2 separate regions of the Pan troglodytes genome follow, and region 1 is linked to region 2. The links are chromatin contacts, called in public Hi-C maps. All regions are on one chromosome and are shown on one strand. Each heading gives the region's core, a stretch centred on a gene start, on an enhancer-like site or on the middle of the called end of the contact. The rest is flanking DNA. Distances are from core to core; before and after follow the strand shown. Region 1 overlaps CABIN1 (calcineurin binding protein 1). Region 2 has its middle 47 kb from the start of CABIN1.

Region 1 (4,877 bases), core at 2,293-4,792, 210 kb after region 2:
ATGGATGCAGGAGACAGTGCAGACCAAAGCGGGGAGCGGAAGGATAAGGAGAGCCCACGGGCAGGGCCCACTGAGCCCATGGACACGAGTGAGGCCACTGTTTGCCACTCAGACTTGGAGCAGACACCGCCCCTGCTGCCAGGTCGCCCCGCAAGGGACCGGGGCCCCGAGAGCCGGCCCACTGAGCTGTCCCTGGAGGAGCTGAGCATCAGTGCCCGGCAGCAGCCCACCCCACTCACCCCAGCCCAGCCAGCCCCCGCCCCCGCCCCCGCCACCACCACAGGGACCAGGGCAGGGGGCCACCCGGAGGAGCCGCTCTCCCGGCTCAGCCGCAAGAGGAAGCTCCTGGAGGACACGGAGTCAGGCAAGACACTTCTGCTGGATGCCTACCGTGTGTGGCAGCAGGGCCAGAAGGGTGTGGCCTATGACCTGGGCCGTGTGGAGAGGATCATGTCGGAGACCTACATGCTCATCAAGCAGGTGGGTGGCAGGCAGAGGCCTGGGGGCACTAGTCTGCTGGCAGCATCCCCACTCTTGCCTTTCTATCCTCAAGGAGGGTCTCCCGGGCCTGCCCTTGGGGAGGGTTTTAGGTGTTGTTCCCACACCATCCCTGCTGTTCACTTTCTGCAATGAGCTTTAAAAAGTCAACATTCAACCTGGAAGGAAGTGAGAGCCCGTCACAGAAACCTTATCACAACCAGCGCGGGGAGTCTGGACCGCTGCTCCCACCGCTGCGCTGGGCCTCTGGGTACATCTTAGGGCATTTCCTTCAAGACTTCTGTGGCTGTCATCTAAAGATGGCTGCAGTGACCAGAGATCCCCTTGTCATTTTGCCTTCTTTTTTTAAACATTTTATTTTAATGTATCAAGCACTTTCCTTTTTCTCCATTTAAAATTATTCTCATAGGAAGAATCTCCAAAACTTTAGTGACTGGTTCAGATGGGATGACCATCCCTGACATACAGTATTCTCTCTAATCATGTCAGTTTGCAGTGCATCCTACCCCCAACTGCCCCATATCATATGGACCTTGGGCACTGAATCCCTAGACACACTTGACACAGCATGGGGCTATCACCATCAGGCCTGGGATTCCGAAAGGCCTCTCCCACTGTAATCATGCCCCTCCATCCTGCCCACTTAAGGGGCAGGTTCTAGCTCAGAAGACTCCCCTCTTCCCCTAGCAACTGAGCCTCAGCTGAATTTGAAGGCTTGGTTGGAGCCCTTGAGTCTGCCTGCCAGCCTCAGCTTGTGAGGATGTAAGTAACTCAGCCATAGAAATGAACTTGGTATAGCCAGATGGGCTCAGAGGAACAGCTGGGTCCAGTTCTGGCACCAGTACCTGGTGGTGTGGCACCTGAGCAGGCACCCCCACCTGGGAGATGGATGGGCATCTGCCCCTGCTACCCACGAAGAGCTGGGAGGTAGGGGTCTAGATGCGGACAGCAGTGGGGACGGCTGGCTATTCAGCAGAGTCTGGGGTGGTGGGGGGCACCCGAGCCACAGGGCATGCCCCCTACCTAGGCTGGTCTGTGCTACATACACAGACAGGGCTGGGGGAGGCTAACCACAATGGCCTGCGCCCCCTGACCTCCAGCATCTCCCTGTTAAGGTGGATGAGGAGGCTGCGCTGGAGCAGGCTGTGAAGTTCTGCCAGGTCCATCTTGGGGCTGCCGCCCAGAGACAGGTAAGCCCAATTTAGCCTGTGCCAGCCTCATCTTGCGGAGCCTGCTCCATATCAAGGCCCTAGGATGCAGGCTGAGAAGCAGATCCACTCTTGGGACTGTTCTTGTGGTCAGCTTGGGCTGAGGGGAGATGAGCAGGGGGCAGCTGAGCCTCCAGCCCGTGGCCATAGTGGGCAGGAACTTGACAGGGCCCAGACCCCAGTTCAGACATGCTGAGGGGTCCCCTCACCTCAGCCACCTTTTCTGTAACAAGGAGGATGGCCCCTAGCCAGCTGACCTCAACTGGGAAGGTCATTCCGTTTGGAACAGAAGTAGAAGCAGCAATGTTAGAGCCAGTCTGGTTAGGAGCCAGGTGGCAGGGGAAGGTGGAGATGCAGCCTATACAGGGACTGCCCCCCACCCCACCGCCCCAGGGGAGGACTTGTAGGGAGCAAGGTGTCCTAAGACAGGGTAGGCAGGAGTCCTGGAGTTTATTAAGCAGGGAGGAAGCAAGGCAGCAACACTCCTGAGTAGGGAAGATGGGGTTGGTGCAAGGTCCAGGCCAGGGCTGGGGAGGGAGGGCGGGGTCCAAGATATGGCAGGGAGTAGGGAGTTGGGGAGGCCCCTCCTGGGAGGACCCCAAGCTAGAGGTGGGAGGGCTGGGATCAGAATTCAACAAGAGGATGTGGCAGGGAGGGGCAGACATGGCAGGCAGGGAGAGCAGGTGTGCCCTGTCTAAAACATAAGCCTCCAAGCCAGAGGGTAGGTGGCATGCCATTTGAGTAGGTGCAGTCTTTTGTCCCCAGGGGTGTCCCGATGCCCCCGGTAGCCTCGTCCCAGGTCCCTTTGTTCCAGGTCCCCTAGCAGAGGGCTGGTAGCTGCCTTTGGGGTCCAGACGGGCTTCCTTCTCAGTGGAATGGAGCCTCAGGCCCCCACCACCTGCCTGGGCTATTACGTCTGCGGAAGCCCGCGAGGTTCAGCTTTGACCAAGCAGGCTGTGGGCCAGACGAGGCATGCTGTGGGGAGTAGGTGGGCCTGGTCCCCAGCTAAGGGCCAGAGTCCTTGACAGGGAGTGCCCCAACCCCCAGCAGTCCCCACCATTTCATTGTCCAGCTAGGCAGAGTGCATAGCACAGCTGTCTGGGCCCCAGTGCTGGGCGCAGGCCCAGGCCCAGGTCCACCAGGGTGCCCCTGCCTCCTCCACTGGCCCAGGTGGAGCAGGTGGACATGGGAGTGGTGACCACTCAGGAGACAGGAGGGCTGTTTCTGCTTTTGACGTCCTTAAAAGATAGACCCACACAGGAAACCCCCCCACAACCCCACACTGTAGCGTGAGAAGAAAGGGGTACTGAGTTGGCAGGAGCCAGGGCTGGGCCAGACCCCATTTTGCCGAGGCACATGCATATTGGGGCCCCTGAGGGCTGGGTGAGCAGAGATTTCCGTCAGAGACCTAGGAAGACACAGCCTGGGTTATGGGGGTGGCCAGAGCCAGGGGACCCAGGTCCTTACCTTTCAGGTTGCCTGCTGCTGGGCGACGCCAGGCCAGGCCCCAGCAGTCCCCTCCCAGTGTGTGGAGGGGAGTGGCAGGGAGGAGGCCCTAATGACCCTCAGACCTACCTGCCTGCTTCCCAGACCCTGGTGCGGTGGGGGCGCTTTGGTATCTGCCGTGGGCAGATTTGCGTTTCCTACCTAGGATTCTTACCCTGGGCCCAGAGAAGATGCCACTGTAGGGGCTGGCTGCCATCCTCTGGTTCTCTCCTCCCTTAAGCCCAATCTTGGAGGCCATTTCCTGCCATCAGAGCCCATAGCTCCCGCCCCTCAGGGAGTGTCCATTTTGCTCACGGCATGTCCTTGTTGCCATGGCAGCCCTGAACCCGCCTGGAGGGTGCTCTGGACATAATTAGAGGCTCAGTGCCCACGGCTGAGGCCCGCTCCTGAGCGAGCACAGGGACACTGCACTCACCTTCCTCCAGCGTGTCTGCTCACGCTGCCAGCTAGGCTGCTACACCACCACTGGTATTGCCGCAGGCCCGCAGGGCCCGAGAGACAGGTCTGTCCTCCTGCCCCGCACTCCCACAGGATGGGCTGCCCACAGGACAAGGCTGGGCCCCAGAGCACCGGCCTGGGGCACATCCCAGACACCCAGTATGTGGCAGAGTCCACAGGGGCCCGTCCTGAACCATGTGGAATTGAGGAACAGGGCATTTTAGCAAAACCAATGTCAGAAGAGACAGGGTCATCGGTGGTAGCAAACTGCCCCCCCGCCCCCATGCACTGAGGTACCTACCTGCAGGCGTGTGACTCTCCCACACTCGAGGGGGTGGGGGTGCTGTCAGCCCCATGTGGGCCAGCTCCCACAGTACAGTCAGCCTGGTGCTGGGGAGGGTTGAAGGGTGGACCCACTCCTCTGCTCAGCTGTGAGAGGCTGCCTCAGGGCTGCCTCACATCACCTCAAGACATACTGTCAGGGCACTGGAGCCTTCACACCTGTCCCAGGAGGGCTGGCTGGGGGTGGGAGCAAAAGTAGCCCTGTGAAAAGAGCCCCAAAAGGGCCTCGTGGCAGAGGGAATTGTGTGGATGAAGACTCGGAGGCCCCTAGGGCCCGGCTCACCTGGAAATCGCAGGCCCATGGTGGGAGCAGTTGCCAAGGCCAGGCTGCAGGGAGAGGCCAAGCTGGGGGCAGCACTGGGTGCCGTGGCAGTAGGTCACAGTGGGTTGTGGTATCAAGCCCAGGAAGCAAACTCTTGCAGCATCCCACTAGCTCCCTCAGGACTCTCCCATGAGTGGCCATTGGGAAGTCACCCTCCAAGACTGACCACCTGTTCCTGCATTCCCTGGGTTGGGAGCTGCACCCATGCCTAGGGTCCTGCAGGACATACTCCTCCCAGACTGGCGCCCTGTGGTGTGAGGGCAAGGCCAGCTGGAGGTCCTTCCACTGAGTCCCCACCAGTACGGCCTGGACATTCTCCCAGGGAGGGGTTCTGGGTCTCCAGCTGTGTCCTAGCATCAGCAGGATCCTGATGGGGTGCCTCTCTGATGGACCTTGTTGGCAGCATTGTGGGGGCTCAGTGGTGCCATATGGGCAGTGTTGGCAGCCCCAGGCGCACAGGATGTCCTGTGGGACAGCACTGGTCGGCTGGCGGGCAGAGCAGCGTGGGCTCAGGGCTGCCTAGCCAGCCTTTCTCACCTCTTGTTTGTCTCACAGGCCTCGGG
Region 2 (4,773 bases), core at 843-3,342:
TGTATGTATTCCATATATGTATTCCATACGTATGTATTCCATATATGTATTCCATGTATGTATTCCATGTATATATTCCATATGTATATATTCCATGTATATATTCCATATGTATATATTCTGTATGTATATACTCCATGTATATATTCCATATGTCTATATTCCATATATGTATTCCGTATGTATATATTCCATATGTACTCCATATGTATTCCATATATTCAATATATATTCCATATGTTCCATATACAGTCCATATATTCCATATATATTCCATATACATTCCATATATTCCACATATATTCCATATACATTCCATATATTCCACATATATTCCATATGTTCCACATATATTCCATATATATAGATTCCATACATTTATTCCATATATATTCCATATAGATTCCATATATATTCATAGATATATTCCATATTTATATTCCATATATGGAATATATATGTATTCCATATATATGTATTCCATATATGTATGTATTCCACATATATATTCCATATATGTATGTATTCCACATATATATTCCATATATGTATATTCCAGATATATACTCCATATGTATATCCCAGATATATATATTCCAGATGTATATATTCCACATATATATTCCAGATGTATATATTCCATGTGTGTATATTCCATATATGTATATTCCATGTGTGTATATTCCATGTGTATTCCATATATATATTCCATGTGTGTATTCCATATATATATAGTCCATGTGTGTATTCCCTATATATATTCCCTATATATATATTCCCTATATATATATTCCCTATATATATATTCCCTATATATATTCCCTATACATATTCCCTATGTATATTCCATATATATATTCCCTATATATATTCTGTATATATTCCCTATATATATATTCCCTATATATATATTCCCTATATATTCCACATATATATATATACCCTATATATATATTCCCTATATATTCCATATATATATGGAGTCTCGCTCTGTTGCCCAGGCTGGAGTGCAGTGGCGGGATCTCTGCTCATTGCAAGCTCCACCTCCCAGGTTCACTCCATTCTCCTGCCTCAGCCTCCTGAGTAGCTGGGACTACAGGCGCCAGCCACCATGCCCAGCTAATTTTGTTTTCGTATTTTTAGTAGAGACGGGGTTTCACCATGTTAGATAGGATGGTCTCGATCTCCTGACCTCGTGATCCGCCCACCTCGGCCTCCCAAAGTGCTGGGATTACAGGCGTGAGCCACCGCGCCCGGCCTCTGAATTCTTTTTCAGGTAAATCAGGGATTTCTTCTTGGTTTGGATCCGTTGCTGGTGAACTAGTGTGATATTTGGGGGTGTTGACGACCCTTGTTTTGTCATGTTACCACATTTGGTTTTCTGGTTCCTTCTCATTGGGGTAGGCTCTGTCAGAGGGAAGGTATAGGGCTGAAGGTTGTTGTTAAGATTTTTTTTGTCCCAGGGCTGTTCCCTTGATGTAGTCTCTCCCCCTTTTCCTGTGGATGTGGCTTCCTGTGAGCCAAACTGCAGTGATTGTTGTTTCTCTTCTGGGTCTAGCTGCCCAGTGAGTCTAGTCAGCTCCGGGCTGGTACTGGGGGTTGTCTGCACAGAGTCCTGTGATGTGAACCGTCTATGGGTCTCTCAGCCATGGATACCAGAACCTATTCTGGTGGAGGCGGCGGACGGTGCAGTGCACTCCGTGAACTTTGGTGGTTTAATGCTCTATTTTTGTGCTGGTTGGCCTCCTGCCAGGAGGTGGCTCTCTCCAGAAAGCATCAACTGTAGTAGTGTGGAGAGGGGCCAGTGGTGGGTGGGGCCCTAGGACTCCCAAGATTATGCGTCCTTTGTCTACCACTACTAGGGTGGGTAGGAAAGGACCCTCAGGTGAGGACGGGGCTAGGCATGTCTGAGATCAGACTCTCCTTGGGCAGGTGTTGCTGTAGCTGCTGTGGAGGATGGGGGTGAGATGCCCAGGTCATTGGAGTTGTGTGCCTAGGAGAACTATGGCTGCCTCTGCTGAGTCATGCAGGTTGTCAGGGAAGTGGGGGAAAGCCGGAAGTCACAGGCCTCATCCAGCTCCCATGCAAACTGAAGGGGCGGTCTCACTCCCACCATGTCCTGCAAACAGCCCTCCATCTGGAAACAGCAAACAGTGTGTTTCCAGATGGAGGGCCAGACGAATTGAAAACTTGCCTGAGGCTTTCCACCTCCCAGCTGCCAAAGAAAAGGGCTTTAGTTCTTCCTCCCCCTGTGAAATCTGCAAGCCAGATTCACACCCTCCCCTGGGTTCTGGCCCGGAGGCTTCTCACCCCATTCAAATTGTTACAAAGTTCAGCTAGAGAATTCCTTCTCCCTGTGGAGCTGTGGAGTTTTACCCCTTGCTTTCTGGCCACCGTCCTGATGGATCCCTGTGGTGCCAGGCAGGAATGGGCTGCTTGGGGATCCAGTGAGCTCCCAGGGCCTTTCTGCTGCTTCCTCTGACCCTGTATTTTGCTCGGCTCAGTTTTGTAACTTGACTCAGCTCCAGGAAAAGTCGGAAACTTCTCCCACAAACAGGCCTTCAGCTTCTCCAGTGGGGGTGTGTGCTCAGGAGAGGAGGGTCTCCCTTTCCCACTTCCACAGTTGGGGCACTCACAGTATTTGGGGTGTCTCCTGGGCCCTGCAGGAGCAAGTCTGCTTCCTTCAGAGGGTCTGTGGATCCTCTCAGGATTGCTGGTTTGTTCTTTCAGTGGATCTGCAGCTAAAATTCACAATGCAAGCCTCCACATGCTGCTCTGTCCGGAGCTGCAATCTGGCTATGCCTCCCGTCTGCCATGATCCCGAAATCCCTCTCCAATTTTTGTATTTTTAGTAGAGTTGCGGTTTTGCCATGTTGGCCAGGCTGGTATTGAACTTCTGACCTCAAGTTATCTGCCCATCTCGACCTCCCAAAGTGTTGGTGTACCAGGACAAGCTGCAGACAAAACCTCTTAGACACCAAGTTAAAGAAGGAAGGGCTTTATTCGGCCGGGAACTTCAGCAAGACTCACGTCTCCAATAACCGAGCTCCCTGAGTGAGAAATTCTTGTCCCTTTTAAGGGCTTACAATTCTAAGGGGTCTGTGTGAGAGGGTCGTGATCAATTGAGCAAGCAGGGGGTACACGACTGGGGGCTGCATGCACCAGTAATTAGAATGGAACAGAACAGGACAGGGATTTTCACAGTGCTTTTCCATACAATGTCTGGAGTCTATAGATAACATAACTGGTTAGGTCAGGGGTGGATCTTTAACCAAGCCCAAGGTGCAGCGCCGGGCTGTCTGCCTGTGGATTTCATTTCTGCCTTTTAGTTTTTACCTCTTTCTTTGGAAGCAGAAATTGGGCATAAGACAATATGAGGGGTGGTCTCCTACCTTATTGGGGTTACAGGCGTGAGCCACCGTGCCCAGCCAAGACCCTGAATTTAAATCCTGACTCTGTCATTCATTAGCTCCTGACCTCAAGTATGCCATTAACTACTTTGAATCCTGGTATCCTTGCTGTCAAAGGAGATGAGAGTTCTGACACTTATAGGTCCACTGTAAGATATAATTTTTAAAATATCTGTAAAAACTGGGCCGGGCATGGTGGCTCATACCTGTAATCCCAATACTTTGGGAGGTCAAGGCAGGCAGATTGCTTGAGCCCAGGAGTTTGAGACCAGCCTGGGCAACATGATGAAACCCCGTCTTTACCAAAAATTCAAAAAAAATTAGTTAGGCATTGGCACGTGTCTGTTAGTCCCATCTGCTCAGGAGGCTGAAGTGGGAGGATCACTGGAGCCCAGGAGGCAGAGGTTGCAGTGAGCCGAGATTGTGCCACTGCACTCCAGCCTGGCAGAGTGAGACCCTGTCTCTACAAAAATGTAAAATAAACTTAAAAAATGTCAAAGCATGATAAAGTACAGGACATAAAGACCATGATTAATCTAACACCCATCACTCCAATCTTTGCCTCTGTTCTGGCATTCCCCTATGTGTCTTCGCAGCACCCTCCTTCTGGGTGACTCCTTTATGTTGTATTTTTTTGTTTGGTTTGGTTTTTTTTGTTAGTTTGTTTTGAGACAGAGTCTTGCTCTGTTGCCCAGGCTGGAGTGTAGTGGTGTGATCTTGGCTCACTGCTACCTCTGCCTCCCAAGTTCGTACCTCAGCCTCCCGAGAAGTTGGGATTACAGGCATGCACCACCATGCCCTACTAATTTTTGTATTTTTAGTAGAGACGGGGTTTTGCCATGTTGGCCAGGCTGGTCTCAGACTCCTGGCTCAAGTGACCTGCCCACCTCAGCCTCCTAAAGTATTGGGACTACAGGGGTGAGCCACCGCGCCCGGCCACCCCACTCATTTTGAATGTAAGTAGATTACCAATTCTGAAATGGGTTTTGAGCAGTAGCAACATTGACACAAATTTATAATATTTTCAAGAAGATACTTCCTTCAATATGTAAAATGCAACAGATATCATTTGCAATCATACATATGTACATATATACATACACACATATAATATATATATCTCACCATGGAATAAGTCTGAGCTGAAACATGCATTACTTAAAAAAGAAAAAACTTATAGACAGGGTCTTGCTCCGTCATCCAGGCTGAAGTACAGTGGCACGATTGTGGCTCACTGCAGCCTCGACCTCCTGGGCTCAAGTGATCCTCCCACCTCAGCCTCCCAAGTAGCTGGGACTACAGGCATGAGCTACCTCGCCTGGCCTGCATGATCTTTATGAAGAATGTCATAGAAAGTTTTTGA

Evidence for each region. Hi-C and Micro-C count contacts between places; a contact is called where the count stands out from the background.
Region 1: a Hi-C map of stem cell-derived neural progenitor cells shows a contact between it and region 2, with 2.2 times the contacts expected there. The contact joins two enhancer-like sites. A contact is called at or near these places in 2 of 7 Hi-C or Micro-C datasets (induced pluripotent stem cells and stem cell-derived neural progenitor cells).

Annotation. Positions count from the first base shown.
Region 1 is chr23:26,134,944-26,139,820 of NHGRI_mPanTro3-v2.0_pri, forward strand. It overlaps CABIN1 (calcineurin binding protein 1), which reads left to right. Exons shown (of 36, transcript XM_063808363.1): 31 at 1-480; 32 at 1,614-1,688; 33 at 4,870-4,877. Among named protein-coding and RNA genes, the nearest start is that of SUSD2, 12 kb to the right of the region's middle. Within about 2 kb of position 3,543, at least 3 of the 24 cell types and tissues checked have an H3K27ac peak or open chromatin away from gene starts, as enhancers often do. A contact at or near this core is called in stem cell-derived neural progenitor cells, where this site is marked.
Region 2 is chr23:25,931,074-25,935,846 of NHGRI_mPanTro3-v2.0_pri, forward strand. No RefSeq gene overlaps it. Among named protein-coding and RNA genes, the nearest start is that of CABIN1, 47 kb to the right of the region's middle. Within about 2 kb of position 2,093, at least 8 of the 24 cell types and tissues checked have an H3K27ac peak or open chromatin away from gene starts, as enhancers often do. A contact at or near this core is called in stem cell-derived neural progenitor cells, where this site is marked.